2 separate regions of the Mus musculus genome follow, and region 2 is linked to region 1. Evidence: chromatin contacts called from public HiChIP or PLAC-seq data. All regions are on one chromosome and are shown on one strand. Each heading gives the region's core, a stretch centred on a gene start, on an enhancer-like site or on the middle of the called end of the contact. The rest is flanking DNA. Distances are from core to core; before and after follow the strand shown. Region 1 has its middle 8.5 kb from the start of Gm47990. Region 2 holds the start of Bmp6 (bone morphogenetic protein 6).

Evidence for each region. HiChIP or PLAC-seq counts read pairs in DNA pulled down with a chosen protein or histone mark.
Region 2: a contact with region 1 is called in an HNF4G HiChIP or PLAC-seq map of pancreatic cancer cells. The contact joins the promoter of Bmp6 here to the enhancer-like site in region 1. A contact is called at or near these places in 1 of 484 Hi-C or Micro-C datasets (peritoneal macrophages), 4 of 115 datasets of contacts at active chromatin or transcription factors (embryonic fibroblasts, embryonic stem cells and pancreatic cancer cells) and 1 of 9 other capture datasets (adipose tissue).

The regions. Positions count from the first base shown.
Region 1 is chr13:38,309,349-38,314,763 of GRCm38.p6, forward strand. No RefSeq gene overlaps it. Among named protein-coding and RNA genes, the nearest start is that of Gm47990, 8.5 kb to the right of the region's middle. Within about 2 kb of position 3,178, at least 51 of the 459 cell types and tissues checked have an H3K27ac peak or open chromatin away from gene starts, as enhancers often do. A contact at or near this core is called in pancreatic cancer cells, where this site is marked.
Region 2 is chr13:38,343,186-38,348,600 of GRCm38.p6, forward strand. It overlaps Bmp6 (bone morphogenetic protein 6), which reads left to right and starts at 2,531. Exons shown (of 7, transcript NM_007556.3): 1 at 2,531-3,402. The coding sequence starts at 2,748. Gm47990 (a long non-coding RNA gene) reads left to right here. Exons shown (of 2, transcript XR_003950672.1): 2 at 694-938.

The DNA of each region.
Region 1 (5,415 bases), core at 1,928-4,427:
GAGGAGCTAGAGAAAGTAGCCAAGGAGCTAAAGGGATCTGCAACCCTATAGGTGGAACAACATTATGAACTAACCAGTACCCCGGAGCTCTTGACTCTAGCTGCATATGTATCAAAAGATGGCCTAGTCGGCCATCACTGGAAAGAGAGGCCCATTGGACTTGCAAACTTTATATGCCCCAGTACAGGGGAACACCAGGGCCAAAAAGGGGGAGTGGGTGGGCAGGGGAGTGGGGGTGGGTGGGTATGGGGGACTTTTGGTATAGCATTGGAAATGTAAATGAGCTAAATACCTAATAAAAAATAGAAAAAAAAAAGAAATGTATACCACATTGCTTCTTTACATTATACTTTTCTCCAGTGTTATTTTCCCAAGCACAGTTAGATATCAGTCTTAAACTTGTCCCGATACACCGATGCTGTCAGATGGTACATCCTCGGTAAGAGACCAAATAATGATCTAGGAACTTTCCCTGCTTTGTTCTTTTGAGCTCATGGTTGACCTTCTTCTCAGTGATGTTTAAGTCTCTCGGGGAGAGGCTTTTTGAAGAGTGTGTACTGAAACCTGTTTTATGCTTGACTATTTGGAAATTTCTGGTAAAAGTAGGTCTGTATGCCTGTTTCTAGCTTGACTCCCAAGTGGTGGGTCTAAGACACACACACACACTCACACTCACACACCACACACCACACATAACACATCCACACGCACAGACCTACACACACACACATACACACACATATACACATACAGACTTACTCTCTCTCTCTCTTCTATGCGCTCTTTGTGATACAAGTCAGTTGTACTGGTTTGGGTTTTGTTATTCTTTCCATTGAGAGAACCTGGAGTCTCAGCTTCGGGTTTCAGGGCTGGGGCAAGTTTTATTTTCTTAGCAGTAACCAAGCCACACAGAAATAAACAAAACAATCCCTAACAATTAAAAAAATGCCTTGAAGAATAATATCAGTAACAAATCCTAACTCTAAAGAGATCATGCATTCTCCAGCTAACTCAGCCTGAATTGAATATCACACCCTGAGATCCTTTTGGAGAGCCCGATGGGCCAGCCGCTCCTTCCATTGTTAGAGCCAACCACAACCATACAAGTCAGGGGAAGGATATTCCTCGGCTGGGTGTGGCCAGCGGGGCCACTAAGCCATGGACTTCTTGGTTATTATAACACAGGAATGATTTTTGTACATTGGCTTTTATAAACAGGGTGCAGCTGGAAATTCTTTCATTTCCCTCTCTGCCTGTCATAACTACAGTTTTGGGTTTCTTGCCTCATGGTAAGAGTTCTAATAGAAATGAAATGTTTTTATTTTTGCTGATGTGTTATTACTAAGAGAGAAGCTGGTATAATTCAGCTATTATGATTATAAACTGCTCCCATGGAAATTGATAAACGTTGACACTTGTGACCTACAGAAGAAGTCATAGAATGTTAGATCTGGAAGGGAATCCTTCTGTAAGCAAACGGCAGGGCTTGATGGCCCATCACTTGTCTGGGGTTCCTGAGGTAATTAGCGGCAACGAAAGCTAATATCTTGGAAGCTCCCACCTTCCAATCAAAGACTCTTTTCCTATGCTATTTTCATTCTCTCTGAACACACGCTGACCAAGTTGAGAGTACGTATGTTTGAACAGCATCTCAAGAACGTAGTTAAACATTTCTTACGGGGATCCATCGAACAGTCTGAGGAAGAGAGACTTTAACAGTGCTTTGATTTGACAGTTAAATGATACTTTATATGATAAAGCCCTTTTCTAACTTTACAGTTAGCCTTCTATGACGTTATATTTTTTGTGTGTTTATAATACAGCTATCAATAAGCTTCCTCCTTAAGATGTGAGAGCTCTGTTCTAGAAATTTCCAGAAGATCTCTTAAAACCTCTTTATATTATCTTGCTTTTGATAGGTCAATATGAACCTTCAACTGTGGTTGGGTTATACTGATTAATATACACTTGCGTCATAGTTCTATTCTGGACTCACATTCCCCAAAGAGAAAGTGCAGTTAGCAGAATGGACTATACAGGTAGTTGCCAAGAAAGGGGAGATACATGGAAGGGGATGAGCCAAAGCCAACTATAGTCCATAGCTATCAGAAACCAACCTGAATTTGTTTAAACAAAGGGTGGGACTTCATTTACAGACAAGGGTTGGTCTCGTAGAATTCATCGGACGCTATGTGACAAAAGGAGGTGTGGTAACCACAAACCAGAGAAACCTTAGCCAAGACCATTGCTTCTTTCCCCTTCTTCCCTTCCCTGGCTTTTTCCTCTTCTCATTCTTTCTTCTCCATTCTGACATCCCCTCCCCCATCCTTTCTTTCCCCTTCCTCCCTTCTTCTCTCTCCCTCTTGCTCCCCTCCTTCCTTGCCACCCTTCTCTCTTCCCCCTGCCTCTGGTCTTTCTCTCCTGCTTCCCTTTCCTTCCTTTTCCCACCGATTGAACATCTCTGGTTACTAACTTTTTATTCCAGAGACTCTGTTTAGATACTTTATCTTGGACTGTGAGTAGAGCTGTAAGTAGAGATAAGGCCATTAAATCCAGTATTTGTGTGTGTGTGTGTGTGTGTGTGTGTGTGTGTGTGTGTGTGTGTATGTGTGTGTGTGTGTGTGTGTGTGTGTGTGTGTGTGTGTGTTGGGATGTGTGGGGAGTGGGGGTGGGGAGGGATGGTGGGAACTTACTGCTACCATTGCCTAAGCCACTTCAAGGCTAAGGCAGCCCTCTGAGGGCACCATTAGACAGGGACTTGAAGCTTTTCCTAGTGGCTATCCTTCAGGACAGGACTGGGATGGGGTTAATAGTGAGCGAGGCATTTGCTGGTTGATCCATTGCTCCCTTTCCCGGTTTGCTGGTGTGGAATGTGGAGGAAGGTGCGCTGGCAGGGGAGGAAGCAGATGGCGTGGACTAGAAGAAAAATCTTGCTTCTAAATGGCTGCCGTCATAACATGGGGAAATCTCTCTGCATAGCCACGAAACTGGAAGGAGCTTGCTGCTGAGCCACACAGCTCTGACAGTGTTTCATGCTGCAGCTGATGAGGGCGTGAGAGGCAGCCCACAATGATCTCTTTCAAACCCGACCCCACAGTACCTTTAAGGATCCCAGAGCTCCTCCCGGAGACAACTCAGGTGCTGCTAGCCTTCTGTTTACATTCAGCAGCCTCGCCCTATCCTCTGGGAGGGTGAGTCACTGCCCTGGCTTGCCAGTTTCTGAGAGGTGAGAAACATTAGGACAGTCTAATATTGCCAGGTGATGTCAAATTTCGAAAGCTAGCAAATAGTACGAGGTCAAGGCTAGCAAAGGGTATGTACAGGAAGGGACCTGGGCTAGTCAAACCAAAGGTCCATCTCATTAAAGGAACAACGCCAGAACCAAGAGCAACTTAACAGAAGCAGAAGACAAAGAACGACCCAGAGGAGGTGGGAAACATGGAGATGACACCTCTGACTGGCGCTGCTAAGCCGACACTGCAATCTGATTGGCTTGGTGCTGCCAAACCCAATCTGATTGGTTTGGGTGCTTGTTCCCAGCAGCTGAGGCCGAGCTGCCATTTTGACCTTATAACACCTTGGTTTTGACAAAGCTCCTTACACTCTAGACATTGCCACACCCTAAACACATGTTCTGGGGGTAGCCATCATCTCCATTTTGAATAAATAAAGTGAGGCTTGATCCGGTGAATAGTATAAATGTCCCATCGGGTGAGTCAGCTTTCTAAGACTGGAGAGAAACTACCCTGAAATGAAAAACTTTAGGAGAAAAGGCTACTCCTGGCTCTTGGCTTCAGAGGTTTCAACCCATGGCTAATAAGCCCTGCTGCTCTAGGCCTGTGGTGTAACAGTACATCATAGTTAGAACACACGGCAGACCAGGTGTTTCTACGTCATGATAGCCATGAGGTAAAATGAGAGATAGGAAGGTGTCCTATAATCTCCTTTGATGATGTGGCACATACCCAATAACCCCCCACTACTACTCCTTCTTCCTTCTTCCTTCTTCCTTCTTCCTTCTTCCTTCTTCCTTCTTCCTTCTTCCTTCTTCCTTCTTCCTTCTTCCTTCTCCTCCTCCTTCTCCTTCTCCTCCTTCTCCTTCTCCTTCTTCTTCTCCTTCTCCTCCTTCTTCTCCTTCTTCACCTCCTCCTCCCCTCCTCCTTCTTCTTCCCGCTCTCTCTCTTTTTCTCTCTCTCTTCTCATTCTTGCAGGTCTGGTCTTTTAGACTATAATATTTTTATTATTTGATAATTTCATACAGTGCGTTTTTATCATATTCATCCCAGCTCCTCCCAGATTCACCCCCTTTGTGACTCATGTTCTCTCTCCTGAAGAAAAACAACAACAACAACAACAACAACAACAACAATAAAACTAAAATAAAACTTTCAAGTCCAGTTTGTATTATCCAAATATTCTTAGTGTGGGGCCTTCCCTAGAGCATGGGTCACACCCTTAGAGAAAATTGACTTTCTTTCCCTCAGTAGCTATGGTGGAACTTCATGGCCACCTCCCCACTAGGATTTTATCTGGGTTGAGTTTGCACGGGTCTCATGTGGGCTGTCACAATCTCTGTGAGTTTTTATGTGCAACTGCCCTGTTGTATCTAGAAAATAACCATTTCCTTGAGGTCATCTAGCGTCTTTGGGACTTGCAATCTCTCTGCTCCCTCTTCCTCAAAGATGCTGAGGCTTGGAGGGCTGGAGTATGATAAAGATGCTCCCCTTTAAGGCTGAGCACTGCAGTCTTTTATTCTCTGCATGTTGACAGTGGGTTTCTGTGATAATTGTCATCTGTTGGGAGGATAAGCCCCTCTGATGAGAGGTGAGAGATGCTCTGGTCTGGAGGTATAACAATATAGCATGAGGAATTATTTTAATGGTATTGCCCATTTAGCAGATAATAATATTAGCTCTTCTCTGGGGCCTATGACCTATTCAGCCATAGGTTCTTGGCCCTGATAACAGTGCCAGGTATGGGTTCCATCTTGTGGGGAGTAAGTCCCATATCTTAGAGGTTCTACTGCCTCCCAGTGCTTCTACTATGGGGACCACACCTTCAGCGCATAGCTCTTTTGAAGGTTCCCTGAGGTCCAACCCACAGCATTCATCTAGTGAATTTTGGAGCTGGGATACAGACTTGAGTCTTCTGTGTATTTATTATACTGTCTTGACACTCTCTTGCTGTGTCTCAATAAAGCACACCAGTCATTATCACCTCACTCTGTTTCCACAATGACAGTACAAACTTGCTTATTTCTATTTGCGGATGAGGAGACATGCCATAAATGCGGTACGGACAGATGGATTATGTACCAGTCTAAGTTCTCTGTGGTGTCTTCTTTGGCTTTTACCACAGTTCTGTCACCCTCTATTTTATGGTGGGGAAACGGAAACTTGAAAGGCTCTTGAGACT
Region 2 (5,415 bases), core at 1,281-3,780, 33 kb after region 1:
TGACCTTTGGCTGAATGTCACTGACCTTATGACATCTTACCTCACATTTTTTGGGGGGGGGGGCTTCCTCAGACTCTCATACTCACCACCTGAAGACACCCCCCAAACACCCCCTTATTTTAGCACTATTCTTTGAGAACAGAATTCCTCTTGGTAGGGGTGGGGAGTCTGTGACAGGCCTGAGTTAGAGATGCTGTTAAGGACTGTGGTTGATAATACTTCACTACATGTCATTTTAGACTCACGCCACAAGGGGGGGGGAACCCTACAGAGGGGGCAGTAGTGTAGCCCTACATGTCTGTTCTTCACTAGGCTCATTTTCACAGAGTCATATACCCCAAATGAGTCACAAGCTCGCTTTTTAAAAAAAGATTTATTTATTTATTTATTATATGTAAATACACTGTAGCTGTCCTCAGACACTCCAGAAGAGGGAGTCAGATCTCGTTATGGATGGTTGTGAGCCACCATGTGGTTGCTGGGATTTGAACTCCTGACCTTCGGAAGAGCAGTCAGGTGCTCTTACCCAATGAGCCATCTCACCAGCCCACAAGCCCACTTTTGTGTTTTAAATGGCACTCCCTAATGGAGTACCTTTAGGGCTTAGTTTGTTTTTCTATTTTTACAGATTCCAGTGTTGTCTTCACTGCCCTTATAATTTGCGCTTCTTTTATTCCGCATGTGTCTTGTCAGACCTCTTACAAAGAAGATGTGGCTGAGTGTGTGCAAGGAGGAGGCCCCCAGCTTGAAGCTCATGAGTACTTGTTGTGACTTCAGATCTTCTGAGTGGAGTTCCTGGCCTCTCTAGCAGCACAGCAGTGACTTCATACTTGTACAGTGTCCTGGACAGAAGAAACGGTGCACGCTTTTGATGTCTCTAGCATCCTAGCAACAATTATCTAAAATGTTTCAGACCCCATAAACCAATACTGAAAGTGGGTGGCTTATTTTCTTTCCTAATCCTTCCATTCTTGTCAGGTGAAAGACTCACATGTTTAAAGGGCATTTGCTTCTACCATCTAGAGATGAGTGGCCATTTGAGCCATGAATTGACATGTTTATTGGTAGAAGGCAGTGTTGGGAGTGGTCCCAGTTTGTTCAAGGATAGAAGCAACCTGTGTTGAGGGCCCTGTTTATTATCCTGGCTATTTTCTATACTTTCCAGGCTTCTGCCCTGGCTGAAGGCCATCTTTACCACCGTCTTTACGTTTTACCTGGAACGGTGTGTCTAATAATTGCATTTCAGCTCATTAAGATGCAATTGCCAACGGCAACTGCATTGAGAGACTAGCAAGAGGATGGGGAAGGCTTTCCTCGTAACACTAGCAGATCGTAACCCCTTTCGTTTGGGTTGTAGTTTAAGAACTCAAATGCAGCCCAAACGAAGAAATAAATTGAAATATCCGACTGGAAACCTCCAGGACTCTGGTTTGGCTTGTCCTGCCCTCTTTGCAGCTAGTGTGTGAGCAGCTTCCTCGCAGGGTGTGTCTTAACTTACAGCAGCTGCCTTTGAGAGCCACGTGTCTGCTAAACGCCTACATTCCATCAATAAGAGAAACTGAGCAGAGAAGGAGAAAACTGTCATACTATTTTCTCCTTCGGTAACGGCATGGATTAAATAGCTGTGTTTGCTTTTATTTAGCAGAGGAAGAAGAAAGTTTAGATCGGGGTCGTGATCGGATCTGTCTTCCTAGCAATGACCTCTTTGCCTTTCTTACCCGCCCAAGCAACTCCTGATGCCTCCAAGAATTCTGTGTGCTAGAAACCTACGCTCGCTAGGCAGAGGCAAGGCCCTGGGAGAAGGGAGGGTGAAAGAAGGGGGTGGGCCTATGTAAATAGCCCGCAAGAGTCACCTCTCCATTGGCTGGTAGCCTGTCCGTTACCGAGTAGGGCAGGGCGTTCCTGGGCTTGAGTGCGGTACCTGAGCGAGACGCGCAGCAGAAAGCCCACGTTGGCGGCGGCCGGGAGCGCAGTGCGCAGAGGCGGGAGACTGCGAATCCCCGAGCCGACGCCGCAGCCTGCGTTCCGAGTTCCGCTCCTCGTCTCTCTCATCGCCTCGGAGAGCGGGATCCTCCGGGCACCCGAGAGACTGCCGAGAGGAAAGCTAGATCGTGGCCGCCTCCACTTGGGGAGGCGCGCGGAGATTCCGAGGGGGAGAGACGGTGCCCGAAGGCGGAGGGGCGCTGAGTTTCGGACCAGAGGGAAGTTAAAACCGCGCGGAGAAAATTGGCTTTTTAGGACGCAGGGACGCCACAGCCTGGGACCCACAGGGGAGTAAACTTCACGACTGTCCTACAAGCCAGGAGAGGCGTGCGAGGGGATGGTGCCCGGCATCGCCTCCACCTCTTGATCTGTCGTCTCCGGCCCCCCTCGGCCAGCCGCCTCTGAGGGTTCAGGGCAGCGCACGTGTGCAGACTGCGAGTGACCGTGCCGTGACCCGCCCGGGGACGCCGGCTGCAGCGCAGTCCTGCCTAGGACACACCTGGCTCACTCAGCCCGTGCGCCTCCAGAGACCTGCGGGAGAGTGGAGGATCCTGGCCGTCGCCCCGTCGTCTCTTCTCCACCCGGGCTTCTGGGGGCGCCGCGGATGACCATGAGAGATAAGGACTGAGTGCCAGGACCGGGAAGAGAGCCCGCCGAGAGGTGGCGGGGGCTGCCCACTCCGAGGGCCACAGCCTCCGCGCTCCGGCCTCGCTCCGCCGCTCGACGCCTCGCGGGCCCCGCGGGGGCAGCCGGGCTGGGCGGCGATGCCCGGGCTGGGGCGGAGGGCGCAGTGGCTGTGCTGGTGGTGGGGGTTGCTGTGCAGCTGCGGCCCCCCGCCACTGCGGCCCCCTCTGCCGGTAGCCGCGGCCGCCGCCGGGGGGCAGCTGCTGGGAGCCGGCGGGAGCCCGGTGCGCGCTGAGCAGCCACCGCCACAGTCCTCTTCTTCGGGCTTCCTCTATCGGCGGCTCAAGACCCACGAGAAGCGGGAGATGCAAAAGGAGATCCTGTCGGTGCTGGGGCTCCCGCACAGGCCGCGGCCCCTGCACGGTCTCCAGCAGCCTCAGCCCCCGGTGCTCCCGCCACAGCAGCAGCAGCAGCAGCAGCAGCAGCAGACGGCCCGCGAGGAGCCCCCTCCAGGGCGGCTGAAGTCCGCTCCACTCTTCATGCTGGATCTCTACAACGCCCTGTCCAATGACGACGAAGAGGATGGGGCATCGGAGGGTGTGGGGCAAGAGCCTGGGTCCCACGGAGGGGCCAGCTCGTCCCAGCTCAGGCAGCCGTCTCCCGGCGCTGCACACTCCTTGAACCGCAAGAGTCTCCTGGCCCCGGGACCCGGTGGCGGTGCGTCCCCACTGACTAGCGCGCAGGACAGCGCTTTCCTCAACGACGCGGACATGGTCATGAGCTTTGTGAACCTGGGTAAGGATTTTGGGGGTAGCATCGCGCGGAGGGTAGATCCCTCCTTTGCAGTCTCCTGGGCTCAGGTGGTGGGAAGAGGTGGAGGAGCGCGCGCGTGCGCGCGCGGCGGGGATGTGGGACAGCTGGTGCTCCGGACACCTGCGCGGCCGAGTGCTCGCCTGCGCTCCGCTGCAATGGGAGGAGCTGGAACACGCAGAGGTGCCCGCAGAGGTTGTCTTTTTCGGGGAACATGGGGCACTTTTCCCTGTATTCTTATTTCTGACGAGCTCGGGCCACTTCAACGCAAATGAGTTTGGCCAAGGTTCCTAAGAATAAGGTCCTCTGCACTCTTTCCCCTCTGAACTGTCCTCCATTGCCCCCTGGACGTTCGGAGTGCCGCTTTACCCATAGTGACCGTCAGGGAATCCCCCAGCAGTTGAGAACTCCGAGAACCTGATCTGAATGCTTTAGAGAGATTCACAGGTGTTGAGGAAGGAGGGCTTCGGTGGCTGAGGAAGGTCCCACCAGGACCTTGGAAGGTGTGCCAATCCCCGCCAGGCGGGGCTTGCGTCAGTATGGGGCGAGATTCCAGCGCAATTGGGGTAATCCACCCAGTGCCTGCGCTCTCATGCCCTTGGCCATTGTCCCAAAAGGTTGACCCTTCAATCAATGCTGTCCAAGCTCCTGGGGGCAGAGAAAGGGTGCGGGGGTAGGGGCCAGGGTTGGCCGCTGAGCTCTACTGAACTCCGTTGCCAGGCAACAGAATGGAAAGTCGAGGGCGGCTAAATTGGGCTCTGCCACTAATGTTCTGTGGCAAACCCAGACAGAGTCACGTCCCCCCCTCCCCGAAGTTTTCTCTCATCTGTAAACAGAAAAGGGAGGTGGGGTAAGAAAGACTGCGGAGTCAGTGCTTCTGAACCTTGCTAGTTTTTATTCATAAACTTAGTATAGAGCAAGGATGTAGGAGGCACGTCCCTAGTGGGTAGACCTGGGGAAGTAGACACACCCAGAGTGGCTGCAGCCGCCCCTGGGTTTCTGTGAGGCTTTTTCTCCCTGGGGGAGACCCATGCCTGTGCCCAGGTCTCAGAAAGGGTTAGCATGAGCTTGCCAAAAGGCCTATCAGAGCCGTCCATCTTCTTCAAGCCAGGAGTGATGACCCAGTGTTAAGTATCTAATTTAGTTCTTTGCGAGTGTATCTAGGATCCTTAGTTCCGCCTAGGTGGAGTCCAGTGAGAGAGAGAGAAAAAAACGAAATAAGAGTAGCAAGCTAATGGAGCAGGCAAGTGTGGAGGCAGAATGACCAGTATCCAGGCAGTGCTGAAACCCTCCTGGGAAATTCATGAAACTCGAGTCTCACAGTGAGTGGAGGCTCAGGGCCTGCCAACCGGGCTACTTGCACCACCAGGGGATCTGATTGGACAAGAATTCTCACAGTGTATTGGAATCAAGGCTGAGCTACCTCCAGGAAGCATTCTAAGGAAATTGTCTCTCATGTCACTCAGTGAAACTTGCTGATGATGGGGTGGTCAGGGCTTCCGAGGACCATGATTGTTCTTATTGTAGCATGGGCTGATTCTTTTCATTTCCTAGGCCTCAGCCCTGGCTGACCTTCGTGTCACTTTGGGCCTAAAAAGTTCTTGGGTGCTGGGACTGGCCCTCTTCAAACCCAGAGATTGGCAGAATCCTGTGGGTGAGCTCAGACAGATTTTAATTTTTTAAAAGTTCCTTAGATTTTTTTTTTAAGTGTGCTACCATGGTGAAGATGTCTGAAGAAAGCATCATTCATCGTCTCTGGAAGAAAAAACAAACAAACAACAAAAACAAAACAAAACAAAGAAAACCAAATCAACCCCGAAGACTTCCGAATGCTGTGGCACATTAGAATAATATGTGGGCTTTTAGGAATCCCCGGTGGCAACTCCATTTCAGTCCAGTCAGCACGTGGCGGTTTGGGCAGAGTTCAGAAACACTATTTTTTTTAAAGTGCTGTCCCAGTGATTCTACAGTGCAGAAACCATTATTTTTGATTGTAAT